Linked DNA regions of Sus scrofa: region 2 is linked to region 1. Evidence: chromatin contacts called from public Hi-C data. All regions are on one chromosome and are shown on one strand. The core of a region is the stretch at or near the end of the contact, and the rest is flanking DNA. Distances in the headings are between cores, read along the strand shown.

The links. A called contact is a pair of places that touch in the nucleus more often than the background predicts.
Region 2: a Hi-C map of heart right ventricle shows a contact between it and region 1, with 4 times the contacts expected there. The contact joins two enhancer-like sites. A contact is called at or near these places in 3 of 47 Hi-C or Micro-C datasets (embryonic fibroblasts, fetal skeletal muscle and heart right ventricle).

The regions. Positions count from the first base shown.
Region 1 is chr6:30,169,345-30,174,105 of Sscrofa11.1, reverse strand. No RefSeq gene overlaps it. Among named protein-coding and RNA genes, the nearest start is that of IRX6, 33 kb to the left of the region's middle. Within about 2 kb of position 3,120, at least 19 of the 83 cell types and tissues checked have an H3K27ac peak or open chromatin away from gene starts, as enhancers often do.
Region 2 is chr6:31,336,152-31,340,865 of Sscrofa11.1, reverse strand. The region is part of intron 8 of FTO (fat mass and obesity associated); the gene reads left to right. Among named protein-coding and RNA genes, the nearest start is that of FTO, 230 kb to the left of the region's middle. Within about 2 kb of position 1,530, at least 3 of the 83 cell types and tissues checked have an H3K27ac peak or open chromatin away from gene starts, as enhancers often do.

The sequences.
Region 1 (4,761 bases), core at 1,871-4,370:
GTTAAAGTCATTTAACTATTCAAATATTTATAAATCTCATGGTATTTAAGCATCTTAAGATGTCTTAAATGCTGCAGTGGCCAAATGCTTCGTGGTTTATATAACATCTTTGCCTAAGGGAGTATAGCTTACTGTATAAATCATTAGTATGTATTTTATAAATGTTTTTGCCTTGTTACTCTGGTCCTACAACAGCCAAATAGCACAAGCATTGCCCAACCTTTCAATAATCCTCAAAAAATTACTACCTCAGTCCAGATAGGATAAAACAGCATTGTCAGCATTTGAAGTAACTTGGTTAAGATTTCAAGGACATTGCCCATCCCCAAGTCTACCATATACTCAACAAATATGTATTTTATTAGATCCCGCAGAAAGAAATAAACAAATGGAATCGATGCCCTGTCCTCTAGGATTTTCCCGTTCGGTCTGGAGCCATAACATCTTCGTGTAAAAATCTACTCCCTAGAACCCGGCCAGTAAAGGAAGCACTGCATGACTATTAGCCCAGCACTTTTCATGGGGCTATTTCTGCTTCTGACACCAAATTTCTGCTGAGTCCAGGGAAACTTCCCATTTCCTCTCCATATCCTGGCTCACCACTCAGTTATCTAGAAGAACGACTGCTTATGAAGGGGGTTGGGGTCCTTAGAGAAAAAATAAAAATCGTGATGGTATTCCGTATGAAAACTGGAATGTTAACAGTTCTTTTTTATTTTTGTATAAAGGTTACTGCATCAAAAACTAGGTCTTCTACTGCTGAAAGATCGTAGCTTTTTAGGAGATACTGAAAAAAAAAAATCATCACAGTTTGTGTTCAAAGCATCTTGCTTCTGACACGTGGCTGCTAAGTGACAAATGGAAGTTTCCTGAACCCAGTAAAATGACTTGACCATAAGCTGCGTAGAGTTTCTACCGAAGCTGGCTATCAAAAAATTGTAGAAATCAGGCTCCGTCATTAATGATGACCAGCCAAACTCTTCATCTGCAAAGACCGCGGACCAAACATCGTCATAGCCCCACACTGGCTGTGCCAACATTTTTTGTTGCCACCTTGCAAAAAGAAATTTTATTTTTACAGATTGGCTCTCGTTATAGCAAATATCAGCCCAAACCCTTGAAATAACAAAAAGAACTCTGAGGCCTAGCCAATGACCTGCTTGCTTTATACAATATTGATAGGGCAACCCCTGGGCAACAAAGGAATTCTGATGGTGCCTTGGGTCTCTTTGTGATGGGATTTGGCCAGGATCAGGGAAAGCATGTATTTATTTTTTATTTAGTTACATGGGATAGTTTTCCTGCTTCTCAAAAGATCGAGGAGAGCCCGCAAAAACAAAAACAAAAACGCAACAGAAAAACCATCTGCCTTAAAACTGGTACACATATAAAAATAAAAAGTGTTTTTTAAAAGCAAAAAAAAAAATCAAACACTTTATTAGCTGAGGCAAATACGGCTCCTGTAATTGAGCATTAAATGAACTTGGAGGATTTCCTGTTCAAGAAACAAGCGGGACAGAAACTCAGCTGGGACACCGGTATAACTTACCAGACTTAACCAGCTGTTTTGTTTTCTGTTGGCTTCCACGCCGCCGATTGGTGGGTGCTCGTGCTGTACTGGTTGCTAAATATTTTGATCGTCACCCCAGAAGCCAGGTAGGGAAGAGGCATGCGATACGCGGTAGCAGCTTTCAATAATTTCGCCCTGCATTCCTGCCAGCCATCTCACCTGTGGTATTCAGTTAATATATATTTGCAATATACAGAAAATGTATTCATGTTTTCCCTTTCAGGAACTGCCTGCGAAGTGCCTTCTGCCAGCAAAAGAATGCAAGGAGTCTTTGGGTTCTATTTTTCTCAATAAGCAAAATGAGCACAAGAAGCCACAGTTCTACTGATGCTTCCCCCAAATCCGATTCTTCCTCCTAACAGACTTTGCCACCACGTTATAAACAAACCAAATACGGCACTGGGGTACCCCGATTCTGGTCCATGCTGAGCAGTATTGCAAACAAGTTTGCAGAAAAAGGCGGGGGCAGGGGAGCCTCTCTTGCCTTTTCTCAAATTTTCTTTATATGTAAGCTTCCCACCTTTGGGAGAGTTCATGGAGCTAATTGTGCATTTTCCCTTGTGTGAATAAAGGACAAGTTGCCTGCTTTCACTTCAAATTGCTTGGCCCTCAATCAACATCACCATAAATATGACAGATGAATATTAAATCCAAATATTTTATTGGTGCAGATAAATATGATTTGTAAAAAGAGTCAAATTAACAATCCATTACATACTAATGGGTTCTAATCAATAAGTTTAATTTGACTAAAAGGAGAGGGGCAGGGAGAAAAGTGACCCAATTACACCCAAATGGTGCGATTTAAAATTATAAAGGTGACTGACTTCTCCAACTTTTGAGCTATATTCTGATCTAGGGGCTTATGGACCCAAGGCCTGAACTCTGTTGAGAGTGGACTTGTGTCTGTGGTTTATACACTCATGTTTCCAATTATTTTTCTTTTTAAAAAACCGTTGCTTAATTTAAATACCAAAAAAAAAGGGACAGAGCATAATAAAAGCAAACAAGCTCCGACAACCCAGAAAGAAAAAAATATTTGTTAGTATCATATTTGCATCAGATTATTTTAATACAAATCAATCAATGTATATAAAACAGGAGTCTTTTTTATCCCCCTCTCTGTCTCAATGTCCCTTCTTTCCCTTCTTCTTCCCCAGAGGCTGGGCGAAATAGTGTATGTTTCCTTCCTGCCCTCGGTTCTGTTCTATTACTAAATATAAAGGGCTTCAGGAGTCAGCAGAGTATCACTGGATGTGTTCGTGAAAATTCTCCACCAGGCTTTTGCCACCTAACATCCTAAGTCATCTCTTTTAGTATGCCGACCTGTGATTTTTTTTTTAATTTTGTATTTATTTTTTCACTTATTCATTCCTCTGCTGGTGAGCGATTAGAATGAGCTGGCTTACTAAGGTTATTCTGACATCACTTAGGGAAAAGGTGCCCACGTTCCTTGATTATGGACGTAAATTCCATTCAGGTCCTAGGACAGGCCACAGCCTCGCCTAGGGAAGGCTTTGCAGCCTCTTCTCCAGAGCTCAATCACGGGAGAACCAAGGTACAAAGAGCGTCCCCTCCTCCTCCTTGGCCACTGCTCCCGAGTTTTATGCGAGGACTCTGATCGGTTTGGCTCAAACTGGCAGGCGCCTCTGAGCGCGAAACGTGCCCTCCTTCGCTCTTTTCTCTTCCATTCTGTGGCGATAGAACCGAAATACGGGAGGAAACAGACAACGCTTTTATTTGCAGCCGCCTCTGCCTCTTCAGATGGGGTGGCTTCGGCACATCCATAATCCTTGTGTCAGTCTGCTCCCTAGCGTCGCCGGGCGGGTCCAGCATCTGACAGCCTCCGATCTGAAGCTGCCGGCAGCTCCCTTCTAAGAAGCAGCTCACAGCTCCGGCCGCCCTCCGGCAGAAGAGGAACAAAGCCCAGCGGACTATCTCGCTATCTTCTGGGTGGCAAGGAAATCTCAATTATACACCCAAGGGATGTGGTTTATGAAAAACTAGAAAGAATGTTTAAATTGTATACGTAAATTGTTTTGTTTTACAAGCTGGGGTAAATCAGCACATTTGCAGCCCATATTTATCTGATCCACTCCATAAGACTCTTTTTGAATGTATACCATTGATGTGGGGTAGATGCCTATGCGAAACATAACCGACCCCCTAAATTCAATTAGGGCATTAGGGGGGGAAATGGAAATTTTGCTCTGGGGTTAGTCAAGATTGCTGAGAACTTCTCGGAATAGTTCCTTGGCTCTGACTGAAGATTGAAATCGAAGGATAAAATTTCCAACGGATGCCGGGTAGTCAGAATATTGACTGGGGCTCGCCTTTTTAAGAAAAAGATGGCAAATGAAATATCTTCCTTTTACCTGATTTCTAGCTCATTTTAAAAACGATCATTTTTGTGTCTCCCCAACATGTTCGACATTTATTGAGCTAGATGCAGGCTTAATTCACATTCTCTATCCGGATGATCATACATGGTGGAAGATGAGAATACAAAATTCCACAAGACAAACCATAAATTGGAGGAAAAAAAAAATACCCCAAGGAAGAAAATATTTGAAAAGAGTGTTTTATTTTTATGCAACTCTAAGCAGCAGAGCACACCCTAGGGATGTGGTTGATGAAAAAGTAGGCGTGTTTAAATTGTATATGTAAACTGTTTTGTTTTGCAAGCTGGGGTAAATCACAGATAGAGGTCACAGTGATGAGAAAAGTTTGAACTGGCGTGGGAGCCTAAGCAGGAATAATCTGGCTTTGACCGTGGGCTCTGAGCCCTAATCACTGATAACAGCCGTCTAGCAACCCAGGGGCTCCACTTCATATCGATGTGGCATTTACTTCTCCAGAAAGTCCCCCACTCGGGCCAGCACTTATGGCAAGATAATTAATAGTCCCCTGAGTTATAGATTCTGAGTTAAAGGTAACAGTACATAATAGAAGTCAAGGTCACCCATAATACAGTAGCTTCTATAACAAAGGGGATTATTACTGCAATTACCGTCCTGTTGGAAAGATTTTATAAGTTTTCATCATTTTAATTCTTAAATCTTCTTCTTGCCAGTGAAGTTTATACTCTCCGATTTACGATCGAGGAATAAAAAGCCTCTCCCACAAAATCTTTCTCCTCTGAGCCTTCAAGGGGCTTCTAGGGAGGTGGAGAGACAGAATGGTAATCCTAT
Region 2 (4,714 bases), core at 281-2,780, 1.2 Mb before region 1:
TGGTTTTAAAATATTTGTCTCGCGCTCAGGCCAGGAGCCGAGCCCTTATGTGGGACCCGCTGAAGTCTCTTAAACTGAAAGCATATGTTCCCTGTAATTTCGCTTTTGGAGGAAAGTGTCAATTCTGCCTGACTCGGGGGTAACCGAGTTTGTCACAGTGTCACCCAACCCTGGGATTCTAGAGGCACATCTGAGTGCTGCGGGTTTCCTTCCCCGAGCCCGGTAATCCCATAAACAACCCTCTCCAAATAGGCTTATTAGGGCTGTCTATTCACTTCCCCGGAGTTGAATGATCCGCAGGACGTCGGGAGAAGCCGTGTGAATGCAGGGTAAGTGTTAACAGAAGTGGTACAGAATTTCTGAAGATTGGGCTTTGTTTATACAGTCCACTCTGCCTGATGGACAGCTTGTTATAGCTTTTAAAGAACTGGGCAAGCCCTCTGATCTGACCCCTTCTTGACCTCTGCAGCCCAAAGGTCAGTCTGCAGCTAATAAACTCGGAGGTTCTTAGGGTCTACTGTAGGAAAAGGCAGAAAAAGAGCAGCTGCAGGGGCCGGGTGTCCCAGGATAGGCTGCTTTAGGGTCACTCTCTGATAATGAAAATGATTACCAAATTATATGGAAGTTTAACCGCAGTCGTGAGTGAGAGGAGGGTGGAGCCCAGCGTATTAGGTTTGATAAATGAACTGTGAAGAGGCCCATCTGGCCCTCAACATCTTTTCTCCCCCTCTTTCCCTACCAAGGGGAAACATTTTAAAATAACAGCAGTACATATAGACTCAATGACCCATGCAAGGAGCTGGAATGGATTAAGATTTAATGGTGACAGTGGAAGAAATTATCATTTGAAAAGTGCACTGAAGAAAAGGTACAGTTCAATGTCCAGGCCCAAGTTGTTGCTCTAAGTGGAAAAAAAAAAAAAAAAAAAAATCGTAGGAATCAGTGCCTTTGTTTATTTTACACCAATCCCCAGCGTCTTTCCTAGATGACTGAAAAATTTGAGGGCATGTTTATTATGGAATAATTATTTGTCGTCAGCGTAAGGCAGGGAAGGGGCTTCCTTTGCCTTGACCCTGTCCGAAGGAGAAGCAAATTATTTTTTTTTTCCTGCTTGCGTGCTTAGTCTAGAGAATGTAACTCAGTCAGGCGTTAACAAAAATGCTTTACAAAAAAGTTGTGATCCATTTCAGCATTTGGCCATGGAACGCCCTGCATTCATGTCTTTTGATACTGAATTAAACACATGACTCTTGGGCGCTGGTTTATTCTCACAGCTACTTGGAGGTTTTTCTGTAAAAATAAGAACGCCCTCACGTTCATTGAGTAGATATGTGTGTTCCTTCCTTTATTGCTTTTTCAAAGAAACATCATAGCGATGTGAATTAGTGCCAGCAGTGGGTAGGTCACAAGCTGTATGTTCCCTTCCGTGTTAATTGATAAGCGTCGTCTATTTAAAGCTTTGTCCCCGCTTCCTGTGGGCATTGAGTGTCCTGGTTTCTGACCAGTGACATTGGCGTTCACCAGTCTCTGTGCCCTTCTGCAGAGACGGTTGGCACATCCATCCCATGCCGCTCCTTTCTGAAAGGAGAATGATTTTATTCCAGGAGCATTTTTTGTGTATTTTGTATGCCTGCTTTCTACAAAATACTGTGTGAGGTGCTGTGCGTGAGATAAATTCTTAAATTGTGCTCGGCAGCCAATTTGGGAATTGATCTGGGGGTGAGAATTTAGCAAGTTCCTAGAAAGAGCTGTGGAAGACAGTGGGAAGGAAAGCGGTGGCGCCCTTGTTACCACGACAGGGCGGCGTGGTGCTCCGGCCTCCCAGGGAGTATTGAGTTGTCGCTGTCTTTGGGGTCTAGGATCGCTGTGCTGCTGAAAACCCCTTATGTTGAACTATACTGTCAACGTACTACACGCCTCACCCAGTAGTTAACATTTAAAATAGAGATGAGGAGTTCCCGTCGTGGCGCAGTGGTTAACGAATCCGACTAGGAACCATGAGGTTGCGGGTTCGGTCCCTGCCCTTGCTCAGTGGGTTAACGATCCGGCGTTGCCGTGAGCTGTGGTGTAGGTTGCAGACTCCGGCTCGGATCCCGAGTTGCTGTGGCTCTGGCATAGGCCGGTGGCTACAGCTCCGATTAGACCCCTAGCCTGGGAACCTCCATATGCCTCGGGAGCGGCCCAAGAAATAGCAACAACAACAACAACAACAGCAAAAGACAAAAGACAAAAAAAATAAAATAAAATAAAATAGAGATGAAAACCTTCTATACATCATCCGAAGTGAGCATATTGTTAGGATATTTTTAGTATTTCTTAGGATTTTCACGTGACTGTATGTCCATGGGGATTGAGGGTGAGCAGAAAGCTAGGTGACGGATAACTCGGGAGATGAGGAATGCTTCTAGAATGAACTGAGCTTTAGCTTGAAAGCACTCCCTTTAAATTTTGGCCGAGTGAGGTGCAAATACAAAAAATCAGATGAAAGCTAGATCATTCAGGTTTTTTAAATTGAGATGTAATTCATGTACCATGAAATCAGTCATTTGAAAGTATACAGTTAAAGGTTTTTGTTGCGTTTTGTTTTTTAGTGTATTCATCTTTTGCACAGCCATCACCATTATCCAATTCCAAAGCATTTTCATTACCACAGCATGAAACCCTGGACCTGTGACCAACCCCTCTCCAAGTCCCCTTCTCCCCACAGTCCTTGACAACCACTTTCTATGGTCTTAAAATGGTTCTGAGGACAGTTTAAAAAAGACAGAAAAGTTGATGACAGTTTCTTAGAAAAGCTTTTAGAATTACTTCCAGTTCAAAGTCACTCTCTAGACCTACATGTCTTTATATACTCGTCTTCTCCAAATTGGACCTGGGCGTCTCCAGAACCTGCCAAGTGTGCATGTTTCTGGACAAGTAAAACCACCAAACATCCTTCCATGGACCATCCTCCTGTATCCTCCACAGCCCCAGCCATCACCACTCACCTCCAGGATGGATCTTCTTTGGACATCTTTGTGAGGACTCCAAAATCTAGTTATAACCCAGATCTTGTAAGGAATAGAATTTGTTTTTCTAAGCGAACCAACTTCAGAACTCTGATCTGGGTGCAACAAGTAAAACTGTTTGACTCGTGGGATCAACACGAGGCCAAGGTGGCCCAGTCCAGTGTAGCAATGATAAACCATGATTTAGTGAGTGCTGTTATGTAAAAGTCACCTGTTTGATGTTGTGGGAAATGCAAGATGCTATGGAAGAGTCTCAGCTCTGAGACAGTGTGTAGTTTAATGTAGGGAAGGAGGGGGGCTTAATAAGGACGCAGGGGCTGCATGCACCTTTCCTTCTTTTTTGTGTGGGGTACTGTAGGAAACTGATGGACGAGTTACCAGTGGAGTCTGCTCCAAGGAGCTTGCAGTTCTTCTTATAAAGAGTCACCCCCTGGAGTTCCCATGGTGACTCAGTGGTAACGAACCGGACTAATACCCATGAGGATGCGGGTTCAATCCCTGACCTCACTCAGTGGATTAAGGATCTGGCATTGCCCTGAGCTGTGGTGTAGGTTGCAGATGTGGCTTGGATCTGGTGTTGCTGTGTCTGAGGCGTAGGCTGGCAGCTGTAGTGCTGATTTGACCCCTAGCCTAGGAACTTCCATATACCATGAGGTGCAGCCCTAAAAAGACCAAAAAAAAAAAAAAACCAGGAGTCACCCCACATGGATTATATATGCCCTTGATTCTATGTTTATACTTTCCTCTCTGGTCCCAGCATGTAGACTTCATGAGGGAGGGTATCTTGTCTATTCACCAAGTGTAAAATCTGAACCCCAGGTCATTGTAACTTGAAGCTGTCTCCCCTGCTAGGACAGTGCCCTGTGTGAACCCAGGTCCTCACTGCCTGTTCATCTCATATCCCCTGCATCTGGAATAGTGCCTGGCACTTACATGTATTCAGTGGCTGATTGAATAAAAAAATCTTTCTTCTCAACCCATTCCTGTATTTACAAGTATGTATGTGTTCCTTCTTAATTTTGAAGAGGGATGACCATTTGAGATATTGGCCTGTTGCTTTTTTTGGGGGAGGGGTTATATTTGAGGTGGAAACCTGGAAATTGGATATCAGGAGAGATTTCTGATAGGTCCGTCTCTGGTGTTTCACTCTCAGCACAGCACACCTGACCCTTGCTTCCAGCATGCGAGAGGAAGGGTGCCATGTGTACCTGCTGACTTGGGTACCTGAGGAAGAGCCCAGGAGTGAACAGCATGGAACTGAGCTGGGACCAGGACAAAAAGGCATGGTCTCCTCCCTGATCAAGCCATTCCTGAGTTCCTGCCCTTCCCTGGAAGTGAAATAGAATGGGTGGAGAAAGGAAGAACAAAGGGAGGGGAAAGGGCCTCCCTGGAGACCTTCCTCTGGATAAAAAGATAGATTTCAGGCCAAGAGGGGCAAAGCTGAGCTAAATATGGCTTCTAGCCCACGTTTCAGAGGGTGGCTGCTTTTTGCCGGGTATCTGCTGATGTCCTGATGTGGCTTTGATGGTATCAGTGCAGTGATGAGCTCAGCCTGGGCAGCTAGGCATGGGTCCAGAATTTGTTTTCCACCCTAGGTTGTGTTCCCACCCTAGGAAGTTGTGGTCCCAAGAGTAGAACCGCTAACTTTAGGATGGGCTATGGGATGATGAGAGTGAGGTCGTGATCTTCCAAGACAGCACGTGCCT